Linked DNA regions of Mus musculus: all the other regions are linked to region 1. Evidence: chromatin contacts called from public HiChIP or PLAC-seq and promoter capture Hi-C data. All regions are on one chromosome and are shown on one strand. The core of a region is the stretch at or near the end of the contact, and the rest is flanking DNA. Distances in the headings are between cores, read along the strand shown. Region 1 holds the start of Grik2 (glutamate receptor, ionotropic, kainate 2 (beta 2)). Region 2 has its middle 630 kb from the start of Gm24256. Region 3 holds the start of A230054N11Rik (a long non-coding RNA gene).

Region 1 (4,611 bases), core at 960-3,459:
TAAAGCTCTGAGGGTCCCAAGGTCAAAGCAGAGATGAAAAACGGCAAACACACATGTGTGCTCACACAGAGAAAAGCTATGTCTAGAATAAAGCCTTAAAGTATCAGGGAAGGCTAATACGAAGAACTATCAAGCTTACAATGAAAATAAAGAAGGGAAATGTATATTGTGTCCATGCAAAGCTTGTTCCTACAACAACATCAACAGTGAGAAGGACGAAAGACATTAGCTCCATCTTTCACTGCACTTCTGTATTACCTGACACTAATGACCTCTTCTTCTTGGGCACTATTACTTTAGAAGCAATTTTAGTTTCCTAGTCTCCGGGTGAAAATGAATCTTATTCTAGTTAGCTGCCACCTGCTGGGGCATGAACAAATGTGTAATAATCCTTATAGCAGAACATTTAAAAGACAATTCCTATACTTTGGCTAGAGACAGCAAATGTGTATTCTATAATAATCTAAATTTTAAAACCATCTCAATGGTTCTTCCACAGAAAATATTCAGTGCATTTAGATTTTCTCACACAAGTGAGAGGCTTCTGCTGACCCTCTCACTGTTGTTCTGCTGTTATGGGACATTTAAGAAACCTCACTGTATAGTAACACCTAAGGTGTTATTCCATGCAAGTGGCCTATTGTGTTGAAGCTTAGCTAAAAAAACAGCCTACTCAATCATGACATTAAAGGGGAAACAGAATGAAGTCCAAGACAGAGATCAGTTGAAACCACACTGTTGCATACGCATCCATGATTTCTGTTATTCCTTGGGATTCTAAACACATTACCAACTGTGGTATTAACATTCTGCTACGTTGGTGGCTAATGATATTTTTAATTTTAATTACTATTTAGATGCTAAAAATGTATCTTAATTAAGAAATTGAACCAAAGAGATTTGTGTCGGTAAAGCTCCTTTTAAAAAATTCAGCATGTGCAATCTTCAGTGGATTTAAATTTAAAAAAAAATAGATGTTTTACTATTTAGTCATTTTCTGTCTTTTCTTCCCCTGTGCATTTCAATTCTTTAACGCCTAAGTTTCTAAGGACATTGAGAGTTCATAAGCTTACTTGATTATTGCAGGAGTCTATTCTGCAAAGTTATAAAGTAAGGAAGTAAAACAAGACCAAATTAAAACGCAATTGCACATCTTCCAGCAAGTAAACTGCAGACTTATTTAAATGAATTAGTCATATTCTTGTGAGATGAAAAAAATTAATCCATAAGGTAATTTTGATGAGAGATACTTACAGTATGAAGATGAAGAAATGTTAAACGGTAATCTGTTCGTTTCGTTACCAGAGGGTAGTTTCTAATATCCTCCAACCCCCAAATCCAAAATCATCTTAGAAGCATTAGTCCTGTTTGATTCTCTCTCTCTCTCTCTCTCTCTCTCTCTCTCTCTCTCTCTCTCTCTCTCTCTGCTACTACTGCTACACACACACACACACACACACACACACACACACACACCCTTCCAATACTCCAGAAGATAAAAATATGAGGAAATGTGGTTGGTTAAAAGTTCTGAATCTTTATGATCCACCTCAGTGATGCAGTTAGTCCTTACCCCTGTGGGATGCCCTGAGAGTTTTTTTTTTTTTTTCTTCCTGAAGCTTTTAATACTGTCCTCAGTATTAAAATAATCTCAACTTTCTCACCCCAGAGTTATGAATCAGGGAGATAGTGGGACTGGTGGACGAAAGAGGGATGAGGAGTTGTTATGGCACAAAGATACACAGCTTTCCTGCGTCTCTTCGCCTTGAGCGTTGAGTCCCGGTAGCTGAGTACACATCTGACAGATCGACTTATTCAAATATTTTACGTGGAGAACACCAGCCAGGAGCCAAATGAGCCACTTTCATCCTTGCGGGGCACTGGCTGCAGCAAGTGAGACAAAGCCCTCCAAGCGGCTGCATCCAGCAGGTGCCTGGAGCGCACGAACTCAGCCGGGCAGCGGTTCCCCTCTTCCTTTCCTGTCCGCGGCTAGTGCTCCTCGCGGGTCCGCAGTGCCTCCGGACCCACAGCGAACGCCCTGGGATTGAGCTCCAGGGAGGGTCCACCGCTGGCGAGTGCTTACCTGCGGCTAGGGTGAAGAGGGAGGGTAGGGACTGGGGTAGTCCTCTCAGAGCTGCGGCAGGAGGCGGTTCAGCGGGAAGTCCCGGGCTCCCAGCCTCGGCCACGCAGCCGCCAGCGAGAGCGCAAGTGACGGCGGCGGAGACCGAGACCGCGGAGCCGCAGCGGTGGCGCTGGAGACAGACACGCCTCCTGGCGGGGGTTCCTCTCCTCTTGCTTTAAAGGCGCCGCGCTTCTTTCCCCGCTGCTGTTACTAGCTCCAGGGCACCCAGGCCCACCCAAGAGCACGGTGCACTCTTTATTTCAAGAACTCCAGGGAGAGAATTCCGGGTACTGACCACCTAGTGCTTCCGGAACCCTCGGCCCTGATTTCGTCTCCTGCAAGCAAGCACATCCACATCCAGGCATAGGGGAACAGGGACAGAGATGCTCTGAATGACAGTGGGTAAGGCAAAAGGGACAAGGATTGATTTTGCCTGCTCTGAGAAGCTACACTGAGTATAAGGACTCATAGCTTCTGCTTCTGGGTGGCTGCTTTTTTGCTGCTCCTGAAACCATGGCAACGAGACTTCTATGTTGCCAGCATCTGGGGAGCAGCTGGTTGTCTCCAAAGTGACCCTTTTGGTTCAACTACTGCATTTCCCATTCAGGTTGGTGAGGATCATCTTGGTTTCTGCATCTTCTACTTCTATCCTGCTTCTCAAGCTAGATGGGTTTTGGTCTCTCCTGGTGTCCAGTAGCAAAAGAAATGGACTTTCAACATCAAGAAGCTGGCAGGAAATCTCAGCACAGGTCTAGCCCCTTTATATCTGATTTTGTTCTTCAAGCTAGGTCCCTGAACTCTGAGGGAATTTGAGGCCTGGCAAGCACAGAACCTGGAGTCCTAGCTGTCATGGTTGGGAAAATGAGCATATAGAAGTACTTAAATATGAGATATTGAAAGATGTTTTTAAGGAGAAGTGGGAGGAGGAGGGTGCCTAAGTCCTAGGGTCTTCCCAAGGGTTGCTTCCTGGAGTCAGGGGTGGGGACAGGAGGCAGAGAGCACACCAGACTCCTCAGGCTTCTCTGGAGGAGCGATTAGCTTCTGCAAACAATCCCGGATTTGCTCTCCTCTGGGTCAGAAAAGTCAACATGTATTCAATACCTTTGCTACTTTATCCTCAGCCCTGCAATATTAACTAGAGTGGAGACTTAGCAGTTCCCCCCAGAGTACATTGGTGAGCTACTATTCTCGAGGAGGTTTAAGAGAGGCCAAGCTTGAACAGGCTTGGCAGACCAGCCCAGGAGACAAATTTCAAAGGGATTGTAATAGGAAGCAGGCCAGGTGGAATTCCTAAGCTCAGTGGAGCCTAGAGGCAACTGCAGTCCCAGGAGCACTCCAGTCTAATTCTGAAGGGCTGGAAGCAGAGGCTCCTGTTCACCCTACAGCAGACCAACAGGCCGCAGAGAAGCGTTTGTTCTTTTGCTGTATTTTGTTTGTTTGTTTGTTTTGTTTTACCTGCAGCCATTGCTATCCCAGAAGAGTAAAAACTTTCCTGAACCTGTCTCGGTATGCCACACATTCTGGGCTAACATCTGACTCAGTCCTAGCCAAATCCTCACTATTTACTACGTTGTTCACCATCCTAGGCTCTCTACACCGTATCACACATACACCACACATTTACTGTGCTTAGCTGTCTCTGGGAGACATGGGCTTAAGTTAAGAAGAGATGAGTTAGTGGCATGGAGTGTCCGTTTGTGGTTTATAGATCTCAGGAATGGCTAGAAGGTTCCTGTAATTAAGGCAACAGCGGCCTTGTTGTACGAAGAGAATAAATAGTCAATGACTGTATTGTGCATCCTGGACGGGACAGCACAGACGCGTGACCAGCTCCAGGCGCCTGGGCTCCAGCTGCTGTGACCTGCAGCCTAATAGGCCCTCCAAGAACAGTGCAGTTCTGGCCAGGCTCAGGAAAAATTGCTCTATTCAGCCTTATTGCCTGATGAGAGTAATGAAGACAACTTGTCTACTAGCCAAGGACACTCTCCATGTCATCTTAATATCACACACCCCTTTTCAGCGAGAGAGACAAAACACCTGCCAGTAGATGCCATGGAAATCCCTAGGTGACGGCATCCAGCTGCTTTATGGTGATTCTGAGAGTGTGGCGCAGGGAAGGTCTTACTTATTGTGCTTTAAGATGCCAGGATCAACCTTCCCCTGCTGCTGGACTCTGGCCCATATTGTATCTGGGGAGAGAAAGCTTAAGGAAAATCTCTTTTAGTGTATGTTTGTCTTAAGGATCTAGTTATGGATTTCTTTTCCAAGACAAACTTCACACACTTATAAAGAACTATACAACTATAACAGGGCCTACCAAGGAAAGGGGGAAAGGGGGAAAGAGCTGAGAGAAGAGTGGTACAAACCCAAAGTATGCAATCAAAATGGAGACTGGCAAAAGGGCATTATAGTGTGTGTTTTTATTTAACCCTTCCAAGCCCTCTCAACTGCTACAGAGATATGTCTTATAATTTATTTAAAGATCTATA
Region 2 (4,611 bases), core at 683-3,182, 1.8 Mb before region 1:
CACCATGAGATATGATTTTCTATCAGAGTCTTGCTTTTCTGGTATGTTGGGGTATCCAGGGCTCACTGTGTTGGAAGAACTAGTTTCTGATGATTCCAGGTAGCCATGATTTCTGCTGTTTATGTTCTTGCCCTTGCCTCTTACAATCTGGTTATCTCTGGTGTTAGCTGGTCTTGCAGTCTCTGACTGTGGTTTGACCCTCCTGCAAGACAGTATTCCTCCAGACCAGTTGTCTATGGGAAGAATTTGGGTATACAAAGCTGTGGCCTAGTGTCAGCCCTTGGGTGCAGACAGAAACCAGAATCATCAGTCCCCAACTGTTCCTTGGTTGCTGTGTCCTGATGGCTCTGGGTGGGTCCCTCTTGTATCAGGAATTTGAGCAGAAGTGGTGGTCTTATCTGTCCACACAGGTGACTAGCTCTCTCCTGACAGTATTTGGGTATGGAATGCTATGGCACAGGATCAGCTCTGGGTGCAGACAGAAACCAGAAGGAACCTGCCCCTTGATACTGTGTTGTAGACCCAATTTTCATACTCCACTTCTTTTCTACTTATTTTTGGGAATAAACATATTGCAATAGTAGTAGCATTTGTTCAATTAAAAAAAAGACTGTTTCATCTGTTCACATTTTTCTCTACCTGTTAATCAGTTTTGTTGGATACAAAAGGAATTTAAATAAATAGAAACATTTTTTTTTATTTTAAATTACTAAAATGCAAAATATCTCATACAATAAAAGCATTTTTGCAAAATAAAAATTTCCAGAAAGTAAACTATTGACTGGCTTTACTCCAAGTATTACAGAGAGTAAGAAACAGAGTTTAAAATTGAATTTCTTATGTATACTCTGAAAATTTAAAGTTGAAGTCCACATGAGAAAGAAGTACATAAACTTCCCAGAAGATATAATAGGAAGAAATGAGAATTAAAATGGAAAATCAGTTTTTCTAGGCAATCAGTGAAAAGGTATAGAGAAATTTTAATCCAGTAACATGGCTGCTCTGGTAATGGATTACATCTAAAATCCTTCTAGGTCTTTGTAATCAGATTGGAATACAGATATGTTGCACACAGTGAATCCTGTGACCTTCCATTCTCTTCAGTTGCTAGTGGCCACTGGCCTATGAGGACTGAGGAGCAGAAGCAGAAAGCAGGATTTGGAGAGCCTTCTATAGTGATGGATTAACTTCCAGTAAAAGCTTCAGTGAGACAGGTCAACTTTCTTCAGAGTGATAAAAGGTTACTTAGATCTTGAGGAGAGGCTAGGGAACTCCAAGGTGATGATACATCATTAGCTTTCTTAGAGGCCTGGAAATGCTTCATTTGCATAAAGAGAAATTCTAAGAACCTAAGGGTCTTATGGGGAGAGATCATGTTAAACGTATAATTTGGCCTTAGGTTATGTAGGATTCCTCAGAGGTTTTTGTTTGTTTGTTTGTTTGTGGGAGTGGGGGTTGGCAGGGGGTTACAGATTACAAGCAGGAAGGGCTGATTGGTCATAACACAGTCTACTTGTCATATGACAGGAAGAGTTGAATAGGATTTATGTGCTGAGCCATGCAGTACTTGCAGTAAGCTTTGTTTGGGCTCATTCCCTAGATAAAGTCAGTCTTCTGTAGTTAGAGACACTCTTTAGATAAGAACAAGCAGAGAAGAGGAAGCATGGCTGAGAAAGCGAGTCCTCCATTTTTCACTGAATTTGGAAAACTTATCCAAACATGAAGGACTTTAATCTCAATAGCAGGATTTTCGTACACCTCTGGCTTAAATACAGGCACACACTTAGTACACAACTAAATCCCAAACAATAAAGGTAAAGTTAGTTTGTAAAAGCAAGCATGAAATCTCTCTCTCCATAGATATCAATCAAGTATAGATGAATTAGGTCTCTCTCCATGCTGGAAATTAATTGGTTTGATCTTGTGCAGACAGCCAGAGCTGCTGTGAGATTATTATTGTAGTGGTCCTATCATATTCAGAAGACAACCTTTAGCTTTTGTACCCTGACACCAAATGCTTATACTTGTTATATTTTCTGTTTGCCTTGTTGTAATTTACATTAATGGAAAAGAGGCAATTCTCAAGTTTACGCTTTATAATTTTGAAAGCTGAATTGAAATATAAATTGTTAACATTCCTTCTAGGTTCCACCCCATAGTTACCTGGCAACGGCCAGGAATGCCTCACTCACTATAAAAGAGGCCGCTTGTCCCCTCCACACTTTTCTTGCTCTATTGTTCTCCTACCCTCTTCTCCATCTGTTCCTTCTTTCCCCATTTCCCTCCCCCTTCTATCTCCATGTGTTCATGTCTGGCCTTACTCCTCCCTCTCCCTCTCTGTTTTTCAGTCTCTACTGCCCCCTCAACTTCCCTCCCAATGCCCTAAATTAACTCTGTTTCATGCTATATCCATAATATTCCTGGTACTTCAGGGGGAAGGGATGCATCAGCATGGGCACAGAGAGGTACCCCCTTCCCCTGCACCATACTTCACCTCTACCAAACATACCCCTGGCTTCTTTTTCTTATTTATAAAACACAACATAAATATCAAAATGCTTATGTTTTTTGTCTTTAATCTCTACTGATCTGCTAGAATTGCCTTTGTGCTTTCTTCTTGATGCAGTTAAACAATACTATGAGACTTGGATACTGAGAAACAACTAAAAATGTTCCAAGATTCAATGCGGTTTGCATCTTTGCATACCTTCACATTACTTTGTGTAAGCTACTTCATACAAAGTAGATGACTGCTGAATAACTTGGTGATACTTATTACTCAGTCTGGTCCTTACACAATATATGCAGTTGTCACACTGTCGTCACCCAAAAGTTTATTAAGTATTTATGTCAATAAAAATCATGAATAAGTGAACTGATTCCTACTCTTCACAGGTAAGAATTGAAGCATAACCTCATGATTGTTTCACACTCTGAGAAGTAACAAACAAGACAGAAAATTCAAACATGCTGCTTTGCTTTTGTAAAGTAATTCAAAGTCAGAAGTGCATAGTTGTCCTAGCAGTCAACCTCAATGCCATGTGTTCTTTCTCATGCATCCTTTATTACCTTGTTGCTGTTGCTAAAATAATCTTGAGCTGCTCAGTCTCCCTGACACTTCAACTGCCATCTTGCTTCCAGATAGAAAGAGATAAGAGGGAATCCAAGAGGACCAGGAAATAAACAACTATTTTTCTTCAGGAAAAATCGTAGAAATCCATTTCATTAACAGTCTGTCCTGCTGTTCTTATCAAGTTTCAACTTGGAAAATGTTGCATATACATGGCTATCACCTACAGTTCTGATTGTATAGAATTCATAAAAAAATTACATTGAATTTCTACTACTATACATATTGCAAACAATAATACAGATAAATGATTGATAGATAGATAGATAGATAGATAGATAGATAGATAGATAGATAGATAGATGGATGGATGGATGGATGGATGGATGGATGGATAGATAGATAGATAGATAGATAGATAGATAGATAGATAGATAGATTTAAAGGTTTTTGTTGTTGTTGGTGGTGGTGGTTTTTTTTTTTAATTAAACCAATGACCAAGAAAGAAAGTATCAGTACAATTCAAGTAACCCTTTCCACTCTGAGTTCATATGAGAGAATTCAGTCTGCACTGGACTTGAATGAGATAGTTTTATTTAATTAAATCCCATGGAAAAGGGGAAAAGGAAAAGGGAAAGGCAGGATTCAAATTAGACTAGTATATTTTATTGCTGGACAGTGCTCAATTGAAATGATTATATCCAAAATTTGTCTAATTTGGTCTGATCAGGCTTAAGGTAACAATTATAACTGTTCTCACTCTAGCAGCATTTGCCATGGATAAGACAAGCATGGAACATGGATGTTTGATCAGAAATTATAAACAGTACATTAAAATAGATGAAAACTTTTGAGAAGTGGAGTTGGTTTTCTATTATATATCTGAGTGAGGCTGCTCATTGGGAACAATTAGATATTTGAAGTTGTAGAATGACAACAAGGAAAAGATTGCCTGCAAATATTTACACTCAGACCTTTACAGCACACTTTTGTTCAAGAGGCTTAACAAACATATGCTCCCATTATGTGTTCCCTATCATCTTAATTCTATCTGAAATTTAGTTGTTAAGCAGAGTAAAGTTTTCATTTGGTTTTGAGTGTTTTGCAGTAAAATTAACATTTCTGAAGCCTTTCTTGAGATGTAGGCTATGCTCAGCTTGACCCTCTGAACTGGCCCTTTCTGATATGCTAACCCACACTGAGTTCACATGCTGAGCAATTGAATAGAAAACTGAATGCACTTCTAATTACCTGTCCTTCTTATTTATTCTTCTAAGAGATAGCTGGTCTGCTGGTTCCCTGCAGGTCTTTCCTATAATCATTAAACATTTCAAGGAGCAGTTGGTTTATGTTAAAAGTTCAATATGGCATAACTATTTTTCTTCATCTTCTGAGAGGAAATAATTCAGTCTTGTTTGAGTATTCTACTACACAGTATCTCACCGAGGAGTCAGAAATTTAATGAGTTTGAAGGCAGCTAAGTTGTATTTTCAAATGTAGAAGGCAATGAAGTAGACATGCAGTGCTTATTTTCTTCCCCA
Region 3 (4,611 bases), core at 1,291-3,790, 1.1 Mb after region 1:
AGATTTGGGGTCTCTACTTAGGACTTTTTTCTGAGATCAAGAAAGGTTAGCCTGTCCTCCTTGTCAAGGCTCCTTCCTGGCTTTCAGCACTTGGCTCCATCAATTCCTGAATCCACCCGGGGATCCTACTGTGCCTACACGGACGCGGTCATTGTGTCAGCTAAGGAAGCCAGAGAGCCTGCCACGCCCCCACTCCAGGATCCAGCCAGCCAGCCAGCCAGCTTCCCAGCACTTCTGGAGAGAGAGACTCCCAGAAGAAGGCTGTTAGACCTCTTGGGTCAGGAAAAGAGGGGGTTAGTGCCTTTTTGGCTTTGAGGTGGATGCCCCTGAAGTCTCCGTGCTCTGGGAGGCCACTAGACGGCTTGGCACTGGTGGCTCCTGTTTGCGGGACTCTTCCCTCTTGGAAAAGTAGTTAGGGCTAGCACTCAGACTCAGGAAACTTGTTTCCCACGCCGGAGGCAAGCGTGAACACGTGGATAACAGTCGAGGTTCGGGTTCCCAGCTGGTGTCCCGGGCTGTCAGGGAGCGCGGGCAGTCTGGGCGGACGGGGTTCAGGTGTCTGACATGGAAGACAAGAAGGCCAGTTCCAGCTCCAACCTGAGCGCAAAGATTAGAAAAACAGGTGTTTCATTGCCTGGCTAATTCAGTATTTCAGTAAAGGAAGCTCTGCTAGTTATCTGCTGAAGATTTAGCGAGGGGCGGTCACCTCTCGGCCAGGCATTAACTATATTAAAGAAGGTCTCCTGGCTTGGTGAACAGCAGAGCCTCTGGGGGAGGAACTTGTCGGGATCCTTATACAGATGTTTTGTCCTCACGACTTCCACCTTCATTTTGTCTGTCTTTGCACTGAGGCAAAATGCCCAGTACCTCTTCAAAGGCATCTGCTGGAAAAGCCTGACTTGCGCCGCAGACTTCTCCACCAACCCCCACAGAAGGTAGGATCAGGTTTCAGATCCCAGAGAGGCACTTCCACAGCCTGCGCTTCGTTTGAAGTAGAGATGGGGTGTGAAGTAAAGGCAGGCTGCACAAATCCTGTCCAGGGCACAGTCGGAACAGAAAACCACTGCTTAACCTTAAGGTACCTACCACTGTTTAGTTTTGTGGCTGCTCTCATCCTCAGTTCTGTGCAGTTTATTGGAAAAGGGAGTCACGAAAGGTTTTTCATTCACCGCTGCTACCGCCGCCGCCGCTGTCACTACCACAATTACCACCACCACCCCAATAAGAAACTTGATGTTATCTGGTCTTTTTGGAGTCTTGATGAGAGCCACAGGATACCTCTACCTCCCACGGACAGTGTATCATTAGATGGACTACGATAGAGCCCACCCAGAGTTAGGCCTCTAAGTGGCCACAACCACTGAGGAAACCACTCCTTTCTGGATTATAACCCTGTTAGGTGGTTCCAGTTTTGAAACACCTACACAGTCTTAGTTTAGTTCTTTTCCTTTCCTTTTTCCAGGTGCCGCTCGGATGTGTAATTATTCCCCATACCCCCAGAATGTTTCCCATTGTCCTAGGAGCTCCCAATGTCCTTACTGCCATTGGGAGGCGGGGGATCAAGGAGGAGACAGATGTCTTATTTTTCAATGAACATTCTTAAAGGTGAGCCATGTATCAGGATGGCACACGACTCTTCAAAGAAATTATTTTCTCAGAGGCAAAAGGAGGAGCAGGGCGCTTGGTTTCTGGTGCACTGCTGATTTCTAAGGCCCGGGATGAAGTCTGTAAGCTTTCATTGTCTTAAGGGAAACTTAGCCTTTTTTTCATCGCGATCTGCTGCCCTCTGATGAGATGACTGGAAGAGAAAGCGCTTAGAACAGGAGGGTCTCTAAACTAGAGTTTTCCCCAGAAACAGTACTTTGAGAACAGTTCGTCTGAGAACTGTTGGGGAACGTTACAGGTTCACTCAGTTATTGTGTCCTCTCTAGAAGGAATATTCGTGCTGGTCTTTTTGTTTCTCGAAATAAAGTCCGCAGAGTTGCCCAACAGTTTAGATAATAACTCTGTAAGACGTCTAATATGTCAGTTGTTCCAACACTCTAGGCTTCTTCTATCACATCCTTCTTCTGACTGACTACCCACTAGCTGGTTCCCATAGGAAACTGCCCAGCAGACCTAGTCATCTTGCATCAGTCACAAACCCGAATCATTTCGAAAACGTTGCCCTTTTTGGAATAAAGGCGGGCATTTATTTCATCTAGCGATGAATTTTGTCACAGTGGTGTCAGGATAAAAAATAAGTCCAGCGTCGTTCTCCCTCACCCAGTCCTGCAGGCGTGAGGCGCGCAGCCGTGGGGAAATCCTGGCCACTGTCTGGGATGCTATTCGCACGCGTTCCTGGAGCCTCGGCTAGCCAGCCCCCGCAAGGCCGCACGCTGTGCGCAGACACCCGAGTCTAGGGAGCGCGAGTGTCACTCGGCACGCCGAAGACCTCGGGGTTTGGAGCGGCGGCGGCAGCGGGGCAGCGGCGACCCCGCGCCCGGGGCTCATTAGGAGCGGAGCTGCCAGGCTCACTGTAGGACCCGAGCCGCGAGCCCAGTCGCGTGGGGGGGGGGGGGGAGGAGGAGCAGGGAGCATGCTCGTCACTCACCCCGATTGGCCAATGAGCGCCGCGTCTTGGTTGCCTATGACCAATAGGAAGAGAGAAAATTTGTGAGTGGCGTTTGAGAAGGGCGGGAGAAAGGGAACCTGGGAGCGAAGTTGAAGCTAAACCCGGTAAGCTATAAAGAAGTTACAGGGGGGCGCTTTGGGCTCCCAATTAGGAACAGTACCGGCTCCCAACACTACGGAGGACTCGGACTCGGAAAACACCTCTCCTGTCCCCAGCCTGTGTTCTCCTCCCGCTGCTACCTACCCCTCCCCCATTCATGCCCATGGGAAGGTGGCCCAGGCACACTCTGCGGGCTGCGGGTGACAGCCGGGAGGCTGCCGCTGAGGCTCCGCAAGCGCGCAGGCTTGAAAGCAGTTAGGGGGCGGGAGCCTTAGCAGCCTCCGCGGCTCTCGAGGACGTAAGGTAGGTGAGGAGCCAAGAGCTCCAGGTGATGCCTACGAGGGGCTGTCGCGCGTGCCACCTGTTAACTCTGCGCTGCGGTGCCCTGTGTGCAACTGCGGGAGTCCCCGGGGGTTTGATGCATAAGCAGCACTTCTCCAGGAACCCCTCAGACGTGAACCCCGCCGGGGAGAGGCAGCCGGAGTCCGGGGCAGTGGAGGAATTCTGCACGGCTGGATAGCCTGGCTTGGCGCGCACGGCCGGCCGAGCTCTCCGCAGACGCGCATTTAGCCGTCGGTGCTACATCCCGGCCGCGGCGAGCGGAAGCCCAGCCTGTCCCGGGACCGACCTGCCCAAGTTTTAAATACCCAGGGCTGTGACGAGCAGAGTATGAGCGCAGAGGCCCTTTGGGGCCCGGTTGGCTGAATTATAGTGGGTTTGAGTTTAGCCACAGATGTCTTATTCCTTGGTGTTCTTGTCTTCGTAGTGATCTGAAAGAAGTTACCCGCGATTCCTGTTTCCTACAAACCAGCTCAGAACCAGAGGAGTTGGAAAACAAACGTCGGGTATTATTATGTCGATTTCCCAAGGACCCGGGTTCTTACCGCGGATCAGATGAAAAGGTTGGCTCCTCGGGAGTCCTTCCAGCATTTTATACTTAGAGTCCCAAAGGATTGCCCGGATTTGCCGTGAACCAGCAGCTTTCTTTTATACTTACACCTCACGTTTTCAAGAAAGTATTTTGTTTGCCGCATTGCCCTGTCCATCATTCGTGTCTTCCCGGAGCAAACTTCAGCCTCCTGTTTAAAGTTATGTTTTTACCGAGTGTGATCTCTAATTGAAAGTTAACTTTTGGTTTTGGATGAGTCTGTGGAGTTTACGTTGTAAGAAGAAAGGGAGCCCGAGACACGATGAAAGAAAAGTCTAAAAATGCTGCCCGAACGAGGAGGGAGAAAGAAAACAGTGAATTTTATGAACTGGCTAAATTACTGCCTTTACCCTCAGCCATCACCTCCCAACTGGACAAAGCATCCATCATCAGACTCACGACCAGCTATCTCAAAATGAGAGTGGTCTTTCCAGAAGGTAAGCGTCTGTGCCTAGATTGAATTTCGAAGGAGTAAACCTACCCCAGCAGCACAGAAATGTACTTGTGTTTACCGGCGTGGGTTACATTCTCTGAAAAGGGAAATTTAACCAAGCTATTTGATCAGTCAGCGCCAAAGGGCTTTCCCTGCCTTTCTTAGTCTTTCTCTTCTTCCCCGTATTTCTCTCTCCAACACATTCGATATATTTGGTTGGGAAATAACCCAATAGTGCTTTTATCAACATTTGGCTCAGTTGAAAGCACGGCTAATCCAAACATGACTTTCCTTTTTGTTCCTCTAGTCAGACATGTATCCAATAGAAATCAGGAGTACTGCCCAATTGCTTATTTTTGCTAGGTATAGATTAGATGTATAAACATAGTGCTAGGTAAGCTAGATAATAATTTATCAAAAGGGCCACAATTCCGCGAGGGCAGGCGTGTGTGTGCGAACAGTATGCCTGGACTCCGCCAGTCTCTTGGCTGTTTATAGTAAATTGGTTCTCATTTTTTAAGATGTCCAGAGATTCTT

The links. Promoter capture Hi-C pulls out the DNA fragments that hold promoters and counts their contacts. HiChIP or PLAC-seq counts read pairs in DNA pulled down with a chosen protein or histone mark.
Region 2: a contact with region 1 is called in an H3K4me3 HiChIP or PLAC-seq map of neural tube, with 9 times the contacts expected there. The contact joins the enhancer-like site here to the promoter of Grik2 in region 1. A contact is called at or near these places in 5 of 39 promoter capture datasets (cranial neural crest, embryonic stem cells, hippocampal neurons and 1 more), 3 of 115 datasets of contacts at active chromatin or transcription factors (astrocytes, embryonic forebrain and neural tube) and 1 of 9 other capture datasets (liver).
Region 3: a promoter capture Hi-C map of embryonic stem cells shows a contact between it and region 1, with 4 times the contacts expected there. The contact joins the promoter of A230054N11Rik here to the promoter of Grik2 in region 1.

Annotation. Positions count from the first base shown.
Region 1 is chr10:49,786,545-49,791,155 of GRCm38.p6, forward strand. Grik2 (glutamate receptor, ionotropic, kainate 2 (beta 2)) reads right to left here and starts at 2,210. Exons shown (of 17, transcript NM_001111268.3): 1 at 2,084-2,210.
Region 2 is chr10:47,989,604-47,994,214 of GRCm38.p6, forward strand. No RefSeq gene overlaps it. Among named protein-coding and RNA genes, the nearest start is that of Gm24256, 630 kb to the right of the region's middle. Within about 2 kb of position 1,933, at least 3 of the 459 cell types and tissues checked have an H3K27ac peak or open chromatin away from gene starts, as enhancers often do. A contact at or near this core is called in neural tube, where this site is marked.
Region 3 is chr10:50,891,994-50,896,604 of GRCm38.p6, forward strand. A230054N11Rik (a long non-coding RNA gene) reads right to left here and starts at 2,541. Exons shown (of 2, transcript XR_871640.2): 1 at 1,087-2,541; 2 at 1-597. It overlaps Sim1 (single-minded family bHLH transcription factor 1), which reads left to right and starts at 3,658. Exons shown (of 11, transcript NM_011376.3): 1 at 3,658-4,078. The coding sequence starts at 3,904.